Linked DNA regions of Sus scrofa: region 1 is linked to region 2. A link is a contact called in public promoter capture Hi-C data. All regions are on one chromosome and are shown on one strand. The core of a region is the stretch at or near the end of the contact, and the rest is flanking DNA. Distances in the headings are between cores, read along the strand shown. Region 1 has its middle 160 kb from the start of ERMARD. Region 2 has its middle 110 kb from the start of DLL1.

What was found. Promoter capture Hi-C pulls out the DNA fragments that hold promoters and counts their contacts.
Region 1: a contact with region 2 is called in a promoter capture Hi-C map of liver, with 4 times the contacts expected there. The contact joins two enhancer-like sites. A contact is called at or near these places in 1 of 5 promoter capture datasets (liver) and 1 of 47 Hi-C or Micro-C datasets (epiblast stem cells).

What each region holds. Positions count from the first base shown.
Region 1 is chr1:374,537-379,335 of Sscrofa11.1, reverse strand. No RefSeq gene overlaps it. Among named protein-coding and RNA genes, the nearest start is that of ERMARD, 160 kb to the left of the region's middle. Within about 2 kb of position 3,320, at least 14 of the 83 cell types and tissues checked have an H3K27ac peak or open chromatin away from gene starts, as enhancers often do. A contact at or near this core is called in liver, where this site is marked.
Region 2 is chr1:305,157-310,018 of Sscrofa11.1, reverse strand. No RefSeq gene overlaps it. Among named protein-coding and RNA genes, the nearest start is that of DLL1, 110 kb to the right of the region's middle. Within about 2 kb of position 2,633, at least 5 of the 83 cell types and tissues checked have an H3K27ac peak or open chromatin away from gene starts, as enhancers often do. A contact at or near this core is called in liver, where this site is marked.

The DNA.
Region 1 (4,799 bases), core at 2,071-4,570, 69 kb before region 2:
AGACCTGAAGGGAGAGGACAGGTTTCCGAAGGTAGAACAGGACCCTCAGCGGAGCTGCCCTGGGAAGTTGGGTCAGAGGGCACAGGGCTCCCAGCTGTGGACACGTCCCGGGAGCTTGGTGGCGCAAGTGCCAGGCTCCTTCGCGCCTTCTCCACGAAGCTTCACAAAAGCCTACACACGCGCTGTGATATTTCCCGCTGTTTCCTTTTTTTTTTTTAAGACAAACCTGAGGCCATGTACTCAAAAGCAGGGTTGGGGGCACGCGGGCCCGGCAGTCCCAGCTCGGCCGTGGGAGGGCACCTGGCCTGGGCGCATGCTCAGCCACACAGGGCAGGTATGCCAATTGCACAGTTTTGCCTTTCAGGCCACATTATTAGCCCAAATTTTTGGATGAAAAATTCTCTTTCCATAGCCTGTGACTCTCAGCCTTCACTTGGTACAGCTAAAGTCTTACTTGGAATCCGTGGGATCTGGTTTGGTTCAGTCTATGCACCGCGTGCAGGTGGCATCTTAGCTGGGGGAGGAACCGGGCCCCTCCGACCATCCCTGGAGACCCGGGGCGGTGGACTGACACTGCTGTGGCCCAGTCGTGTGGACAGCGTCACCCCAGAGTGACGGTGTTGGGGGGTGAGGAGGTCGGGGGGAGGAAGGGCCCGCGACGGAGTCGGCGCTCTAACAGCGGTGACACGAACCCACGGATACGGCCTGAGCAGGGAGCGTCTCCCCCAGACACGGGTCCGCCTGGATCTGGACGTCCAGCCTCCAGAACCATGAGAATCCACATCTGTTTTCAGCGGCCCCCGAGTGTGGACAGAGTCCTCGACCTTCACCACAACGCGGTTGCTGATTTCCTGTTAACACCTGTCTAATCGGCCAGGTCTCTGCCAAGGTGTCAGGGAGCAAACGGGAAGAAAGACGAGCTGCGAGCGCGGTCCCCTCGGCCACGGCCACCTCGCGCCCTGAAACCATGAACCTCAGGGACAGCCTCGGGCTCCACCACGTTCCCATGCCCGCCTTGCTCACTTTCCCCAGACCTCGCCCGCACGCATCTCACCAGCCCCGCCGCTGTCCTGCCTGTCCTCTCGGCCAGGATGGTGTTGGCACAGATGTGAGGTGTGGGTGACCCTCACGATAAGTCCTGGGGTGCAGGCCTCACAGCAACGTCCTCCAGCTCCTCCTCCGGGGCCAAGCCCGGGGTCAGGCTGGCCTCTCTCGAGCTGCCAAGAGCGCCCTGGCGGGAAGGGAGCCAGTGACCCAGACTTGCTGCCAAGGGAGCCAGGGCTCTGTGATGAATCCTGTGTCTCCGGGGCTGGTGTTTTCCCAGAGAAAAGGCAGGTGATAGCCCCCACTTGGCGGCGTAAAAATGGGCTAGAGAAACACCTGGGAGGGACGTCACTCAGTGAAACTCCGCGCTTGGCTGGGGCAGGGGCTGGAGCTGGAAAGGCCCAGGGGAGGCCCAGGCGAGGCCGGGGGAGGCCCGGGGAGCCACTGTGTGGGTACAGGTAAGACGGCTGTTTGCACAGCGGGCGGGAGAAACAGCTGTGGTCCAACTGGCACCAAGTCTGAGGTCATGTCTACTGCCGGGCCTGGGACCCTCCTGAGAGACGGCCCCAGGCAGTGGGATGGCTGGTGGAGTCTGAGGGACCCCCGTCGGGAACCCCCCCACTCTGAGGAGCCCACATTCCCCACCTCTGTCCCTCCTTCGCGGCCCCCAGTGTTCCCTTCGACCCGCCTGGTGCCGCCGAGGGGCCTCTGGACCCAGTGTCTCTGCCTCAGCAAGATCCTGCCTTCCCGTTGCGTTAGTGGGAGCGCCCTGAGTTCGTGGCCTGGCAGGCGGCCCCCGAGCCTGCCCTCCAGGGCGGCAGGAAGAGACGCAGTCCTCCCATGACCAAGTCTGCACACCTAGAGTGGGCTCCCGCTTCCCCGTGACAGGAGCACCGAGCCAGCGTCTGCCCTGAGCCTGGGCATGGTTTGCTGTCCCCGTTCAGACCAGGCTGTGTGCGGTGGCCACAATCTCGTCGCAGGGACCCTGGAGGCCGAGGTGCGTGTCAGATGCATGGTTTCTGGCTCAGCAGCAGCAAACAGGTGGTGCCAAGACCATCTGGGTGGACCTGAGTGTGGTCACCCGGCGGTGGCCCTGTCCTCCTCTGAGCCGGTGGGTGCGGCTGGAGGGGACGTCTGGAGGGGATGTCTGGGAGAGGTGGCAGGACACCCTCGAGCTCTCCAGCCTGTCCCCAGCCTAACTTTCCTTCAGAGTGCCCTTCTTACGATGTCCAGCCTCGCGCTTCCTTCGTGCTGTGTGGACACCGAGCAGGCGCCCTTCCTGGCGCCTCTTCCAGGCCCTCTGGACACATCTTCACTGGGTCTCGATGCCCGAAGGTGACCCCGTCGTCTCCGTTTCTCAGCTGAAGCCCCGGGGCCCCGAGGGTTGGACTCGCCTCTGTGCGTGGTGAAGGTGGACACAGACCCCCGTCTGCGCTGCCCCCTGGGAGCCCCCCTCCTGGACGACGGTGAGGGGGACGTGAGGAAAAAGCTGATGGAAATCCACCCGAGCAAGAAGCCCGTGTCCCCCCGGGTCCACCCGCCCGCCCTGCGAAGGGCCGCTCTGGGCAGCATGACAAACGCCGCAGAGGAGGTGGTATGAACAGGGAAGCTGAGCCCCGCGGCCTGGAAAGCCGGGTGCGGGCAGGCGGTCCCCCAGGCCTCTCCTGGGTGCGTCGACGGCGCTCCGGGTCCTCGAGTGGGCGTCCCTCTCCCTGTCGTTCTGGGCACGGCCCACCCTGAGGACGCGTTTACCTTAGTCCGTCTTCAAAGACCCCAGTTCCAAACGGTCGGTCGTCTCGGGAAAGATGAGGTTGGTTCCTGCCCTATGTCATGGGCCGTGGAAGTAAGAAGGAAAAAGGGGTGAGGGGGTGAGAAGTGGGGGACACAGGCCACAGGGGCCCTGGGGGGCTGCGAGTAGCCTTCCCGTACATGCGGACGTGGGAGAGGCAGGTTGCGGGGAGGGGGGTTGGGGGGAGGGGAGGTGGAGCTGACGTGCAGCGGGGGTGGGTTGACTCAGTGAACTGGAGGGGGGTGGGGAACGGACAAAGGAACAAACACCCCCGGGGCCCCTTCAGCGCAGGTGTCGTCGCGTCTTGTCGTCGCGTCTTGCCGGGGCGGAGCCGGGAGAACCTCAGGAAGGCTGGGACCCTCTGGCGGTCCATGCCCGGCCCAGGACAGTCCGGCCTCGAGTTTTGGACCCAGAGTGCAGGTTAAACAGGCACTTCAGGGACTAGCTAATGTCCAGCTGGCTCTTTTCCCTGCAGGTGACCTGAGTGGCTCCTGCTGCGGAGAGAGCTCTGGGTCCTGAGGGCACAGAGTCCAAAATACGAGGAAGGGCATGGGGCGACTGACCGGCCGACCGGCACGAGACGAGGCACCGCCGTGGTCACGAGTGTAGGGCAGCCAAGCAAAAGCGCAGGTCCCATCGGCAGGTGAAAATGCAGAAATCGGGATTGAGACCCAGTGCCGGGGGCGGAGGGAAACACCGTCTCAGTGTCCCGAGAGGCCAGTGCGGGGACGGCCCTCGGGGGCCGGAGGGCTTGGGGGGGGCCTGCCTTGAGGCCACGTTCCCACAGGAAAAAGGCGGTTTCCTCCCGAGGCTCCGTGACTTCAGCCAGGCCTGAGGCTTGGGCGCAGGCTGGGCACAGCTGGGGCTCCCCGGGGCCCTCCGTGGGCTTCTCTGGCTGCCGTCTGTCGGCACAGGGGCTGGAAGCAAGCAGAGTTCCGAGAGTGGGAATCCCAATTCCACGGCTCCCAGATGACCCGCTAGCAATAAGCAGTTTGGACGTTTCCAGTCTGAGATTCTGCCGAGTTTGCTGTTATAAACATATGATTCACTAGTTCCTCTTGAAATTGTAGCCATGTGTTTATGCATCACGCTCCCCTGTTGCGAGATCAGAGAAAAAGGACATTTCATGTCCCTTTCCCATCACGGCTTTTTGATAGAAAAGAAATGGTTCGTAGCTGAAAGGAAGGGAGGGAAGGAAAGCAAGAAACAAATCAGGAAAAAGAAGAAAGCGACAGCTTTTGAGTTTGCTGAAAACTGTCACAGTGGCTCATGGAACAAATCTGGAAGTGGTGTTACCAACAGACGTCCGGAAGGCACAGACTGAAGCGAGGGAAGGGGCAGCCCGGAGCCACCACCTAAGAAATCCTGGAATTTTGAGAAAGATTTCCTGGAAGGAGGCTGCGTGCCAGCTGGCACGGGGTCATCTGGATGCAGTTCACATTTTTCTCATTAACCAGTGTTGACTTCTTATTATCACAGAAGCGCTCCATGGCCGTTGCGGAAACAGACGGGAACCAGTAACGGAGAAGTGAGAACAGTCCCATAGCATTACCCTCAGAAGCAGCGGTCGCAAATATGCTTGCAGCCCTTCTCTGCCTACCTGCGGACATGAGTGATCACGTCATAGACGTGCGTAGCCTTCTGTTGAGTGCGATTTTAAAGACAGAAAATCGCACATGTAACTTCACAAGAGGTGTGTCCCCTCCGGTTACGCGGTGGTGGCAGCACACTGAGTGCGGGCCCTGCCCCGAGTGCTCTCTGTCCCAGCCCTGCCCCATGAGCAGCTGTGGCGCAGAGAGGTTGTGTGGCTTGGCCAGGGTCGCATGGAGTTAAGTGGTGGGGCTGGAACTTGAGCCCAGGCAGTGGCTCCAGCCTCTGGGATCTAAACCTCTTCTCAGGTCAATTCGTGACATTTAACGATCCTGTAGTGGTTCATTGTATTGATTTGCTATAATTTATTGAAATG
Region 2 (4,862 bases), core at 1,384-3,883:
CTTGCCCTCGCCCTCAGCCATCGGCCCCCACCATGGACCCCACCTTTCGAGGGCAGCTCGGGCCCTGCCCCGCACAGCCTGGGCCTCCCGGGCACCGCAGTCCCGTGTGGGGTGTTCACCCCGCGCTGAGGCGGGCTCCTCCCTTCCCCGCCGCAGGGAACGCTCTGGGCCCTCGCCAGACCCCAGGCGCTTTCCCCACCGCGCCCACACCCAGGGCATCAGACGATGCCTGCGCTCAGCCTTCAGGCCCCGTCGGGGTGTCTGGCGGAGTCTGCCCTCCTCTCCAGGGTGCGGGCCCCGCCAGGTGGCCTCAGAACGCGCATGTCTTACGGACCGATGCGTCCCCGTGCTGCGGAGGGGCCTGGGGCAGAGCGTCCAGCGAGGCCGAGGGCATGCCGGAGCTCCCTCTTGCCCAGCTCCCCTGAACTTCTGGTCCCTCAGCAAGTGTTCGAGGCCCCCAGGACCCTCACTGGTTGCTGTGGGTCCTTTCTGTCTGTTTGTTCCGTCTTTCTTAGAAGCCGCCCTTCCTGTCCCCTTGATGGAGGTATATTGTCACATTTTATCTCCCTTTTTGCAGCTGCCACACTCGGGTAACACGCTCGAACATGCGTGCGTCTGCGGACGGGCCCTGTGGCTCCTTCCATCCTGGGGTCTGGCCAGCCTGCCCTGAGCGGACCCCCACAGGGACGGGTACCCGTCTCCCTTCCCTGAGGAGGGAGCAAGGCCCCCTGCGCCTGGGCCGGGGGCCCCCACACGAACCCTGCAGGGTGGACTTTCCACCTCTGTCCCCGCCCTGCTGCACCGGTGCCTCCTGGAGTCATACCCCCCACTGGTCGACCTGAAGCAGCGGGGTGGGGCCTGCCCTCCTAAAAAGCGCAAAAGGCCAAAAAGTGGGGCTTGTGAGAAGTTCCTCAGAGTCGGTGGCTTTGTTTAGGAAACAAACTGTGACAAGCGCAGCTCAGCCGTCACAGCCCCGCCCCGCCGACCTCTGCGATGTGGGAGCACCCACCTGGGAGCAGCGGGGTGGGTGGGGCTCTGTCAGGGCAACACGAGGTGGCAGAGGCCCTGCAGGCGGAGGGTGGGGTTGGGTCCAGTATCCCAAGGTGTCCACAGCATGGCGGCTTCTGTGGAAACGCAGATTGGACGGGCTCAACGGCAGGCACCTGGGTGCAGGGGCCGTCAGGTTACAGGGAGCAGGAGCGCCCCGCGGCTGCCGCTGAGGTCACTCTCCTTGGGGACGGACGGGGGCTGCTGGTCTAGGGTGAGGTGGGGCCAGGCTGCAGGCCCCAGGGTGCCAACACCTTGTGGAGAAACCCCTGGGACCCAGTGTGGAGCCTAGATCCACACCTCCAACCCTGCCAGGCTGAACGCTCTCCCACAAATTCGCAACCAACGTGGGGGCCAGGATCTCTCAGATCTCCTGCCCAGATGGGCAAGCATCGAGCTCTAAGTCCTGCAGTCCAAATATCTGGTATTTCTGTTTAAATGTCAGCCTCATCCTCTGATACCAGGATGCAGCCCAGATTCAGCCGGAGAGCATCCACCGCCTCGGCAGCAGGACGTCCTCCCGGGGTTTGCGGGAGGACCTGCCCGACCGTCCCAGGAGACAGTGTCCCCGGACTGCGCAGCAGCCACTGCTCTCACGGAGGACAGAATCTGCAGGAAGCCAAGCGCGATTCTCCAGTTCCCAGAAGCACGGGGAGCCCTGCAGCCAGCAGCAGGAGGGACCGAGGAAGGCCCAGGTGAGGCCCAGGTGGGCCCCAGGTGAAGGCTCAGTAGGGTGGGGATACAGATTGCACCTGGGAAGTGTTGCCAAGGCTTCTAGTCACCTTCCATTTAAAATCAAGTGAGAGAAAAATACTCTGTCGAGAAGAGGTGACCCACCCTCAGGTGTGGCTGGATGTCACACAAGACAACATCCATCTGGAAAACAAGGGTCTCGGAAGGCAGGGCAGGGTGGGGGCTGCCATCCATCTCCGGTGTGGGCAGGGGCTTGCCCGCCCTCGGCCCACGGCCTCCAGTAGGACAGGTTCCCTCTCCCAGCACTCAGGCTGCCACACAGGGGTCGGGGATGGGGTGGCGGGGCAGCAACTGTTGGCCGAAAAGGAAACTCTGCAATAAATACAGCACAGACTCCAGAACGCTCCGCGATATCATCTGCACAATCCCTGTGGCAGAGAAGCCAGCCTGGCTCAGCTGTGACCGGGGCCGCTGCTGGGAGGAGGGACTCTGGTGACTCGCTGCCCCCCAAGGCTGCCGTGGAGCCCCTTGGAGGTGGAGCGACAGGGATCTGGGTGGAGATGGGACGGCCGGAAACAGGCCGCACTTCACACAAGCAAATGACCTTTGCTGCGGGCCTTGACCGCTGGGCTCTGCCGCCACGTCTGGATGTGTTGTGAGCCAAGAGCATGCGGACAGAAGGAGGAAAGCCAGGGGCAGGGGAGACCCCTGGCAGCACCAGGGCGAGGAGCGGACGCCTCGTCAGGCTGCGCTCTACACCTGCCACCGGACGGCTTGCCTGTGGCGAAATTCGAAAAGCCTGGATTTTCTTTTTACTAAGGTAGAGTTGATACACAATATTACATGTACGTTTCAGGTCACAACGTGGTGACTCAGCAGTTTGGAAGCTTATCCTCGCTTTGCCGTCGCCAGAACGCAGGCTCCGTTCCCTGCGCTGTACCTGACACGATTGCGGCTTGTTTATTTTATGCCCAGCGGCCTCTGCCCCCAATCCCTCCTCTTCCCGCTCCACAGCCGACCACGAGTCGCTTCTCTGCGAGTCTGCTTTTTCTGTGTCACTCGCCGCTTTGTTGACTTTTTTAGATCTCACGTGAAAGCGACACTGTACAGTGTTTCCTTTCTCTGTCGGACGTCTTGCATTTGGCGGAACTGCCTCCGAGCCCATCCGCGTTGCTGCACGGGCCAGATTTCATTCTTTCTGTGGCTGAGTGCTGTTCCATTGTATATATGTGCCACATCTTCTGAATCCATTCATCTGTTGGGGGACACGTAAGTCTCTTCCATGTCCTGGCTATTGTGAAGAGTGCTTCTGCGGACACTGGGGTGCATGGATCTTTTTGAATTAGAGTTTTGAGGGTTTTGGGATCTATATCCAGGAGTGGAATTCCTGGGTTGTAGGTAGTTCTATTTTAAATTTTTCCAAGACCCTCCATACTGTTTTCCATAGTGACTGCCCTAAATACATTCCCGCCAATAGGATCCGAATGTTCCCTCTTCTCCACACCCCCTGCAGCATTTTGGTATTTGGTGTCTTTTTGCTGATGGCCATTCTGACCGGTGCGAGGTACCTCAGTGTGGGTTTGAGCTGCATCTCTCTGCTGATGAGTGAGACCGAGCACCTTTTCTTGTGCCTGTTGGCCTCCATATGTTTTCTTTGAAAAAAATATCTATTCAAGTCTCCTGCCCATTTTTTAACTGGGTTTGGACATTGAGCTGTATGAGCTGTTTAGGTAATTTGGATGTTAACTCCTATCTGGTTGTGTAATATGAAAATATTTCCTTCCATTCGGGGATTGTCTGTTCATTTTTGTGGATGGTTTTCTTTGCTGTGCGAAAGCTTTTAAGTCTAATTAGGTCTCGTCTGTTTATTTTTGCTTTGTTTCCTTTGCCTTAGTGGATTTTTTAAAGAAGAGAAACATTTGTGTATTCTTCTAAAAAAAAATTACGAGTGAGAAATTCTGCTGAGGCCAATGCCACTCTCCTGCTGGTGCGAGTGCACGGCTCCGAGGGGCAGGATGCAGACCTCATATAACCCAGCCTTGCCCTGGGGAGTGATTTTGCCCAATTGCCTGCGGAAAGTTAAAGTGAGACCGAGGGGGAGCCAAGAGGACACAGCGCGGCCTCCGGGTGGGTATTATGTTTCAGGAGCTGGAGGCTGTGTGCATCCCTGAGACTGAGCCTGGAGACAGAGGCACCGAGCCAGTACAGACACCCCCCAGGCACGTCCCGGGGGACAGCCGGGCGCTGAGAAATCCTGGGCCGGGGGCTCAGGGGCCCTGTGGATTTTTGTGGCTGTGGCTTCTTGTCATTGGGCCAGAAGGACAGGGGTCCCGCCTTCCCCCTGGCCCTGTGATCCTGGGCAGCCACGCCGGCCCGGAGCCTCTGGCCTTAAGGTCCAGCTAAGCCCAGCACAGGTGTCCAGCCTCGCCCTTCAGCTGAGCTGAGACAGAAGTCGCCTCTCCCAGTAAGTCCAGGTGATCTGCATCTTCTAGACCAGAAAGGGACTTTTCGTCTCCTTGCCGAGTTATTTAGGGAAGAACTTACTTTGGAAAGCAAGGCTGGCCCTCTGCTGTCGCTGGCCCCTTGCGCCGGGGGAGGCCCAGGGCAAGGGAGGCCCCCGCCAACCAAGAACCTCCTTCAGAAAATCCTCCTTGTGGATCGAAGCCCTGTCACCACCAGCCCTGGGAGCCGGTGGTGCTCACTCTGTGTCTGCTCTCCGTTTGCTACAACGGGCCTTGGCTTCTGTCTTTGGCCTGGTTTTCTGGGCGAAGCCTCAGGCACCTCGGCCGAGAGGCCCGCACATCCAGGAAGCAGGGTTTGTCATCTCCAGGCCGCCCAGGGCCTCCTCTTTACCAAGTCCTTCTCTCCCTCCAAGGCTGGCAGGCTGCCTGCAGGTGGGCCGAGCCCGCCCACCCGAGAAGTGTTCACGGCTGCCCCTCCTCCCCAAGGCCAACCCTGCAGCTTCCTGCTCCCCCTGGAAGATGCTGTCTCCCATCAGAGGGTGTCCAGGGAGCCTGAGCCGGCCCCGGCTGGGGTTCTCATGTTCCTGGTTTAAGGGATCGGAAGTAGAGGTTGAGCTTCTGGAAGATACTGGCAAGAGGACAGCTGGTTTCCTCGGCGGT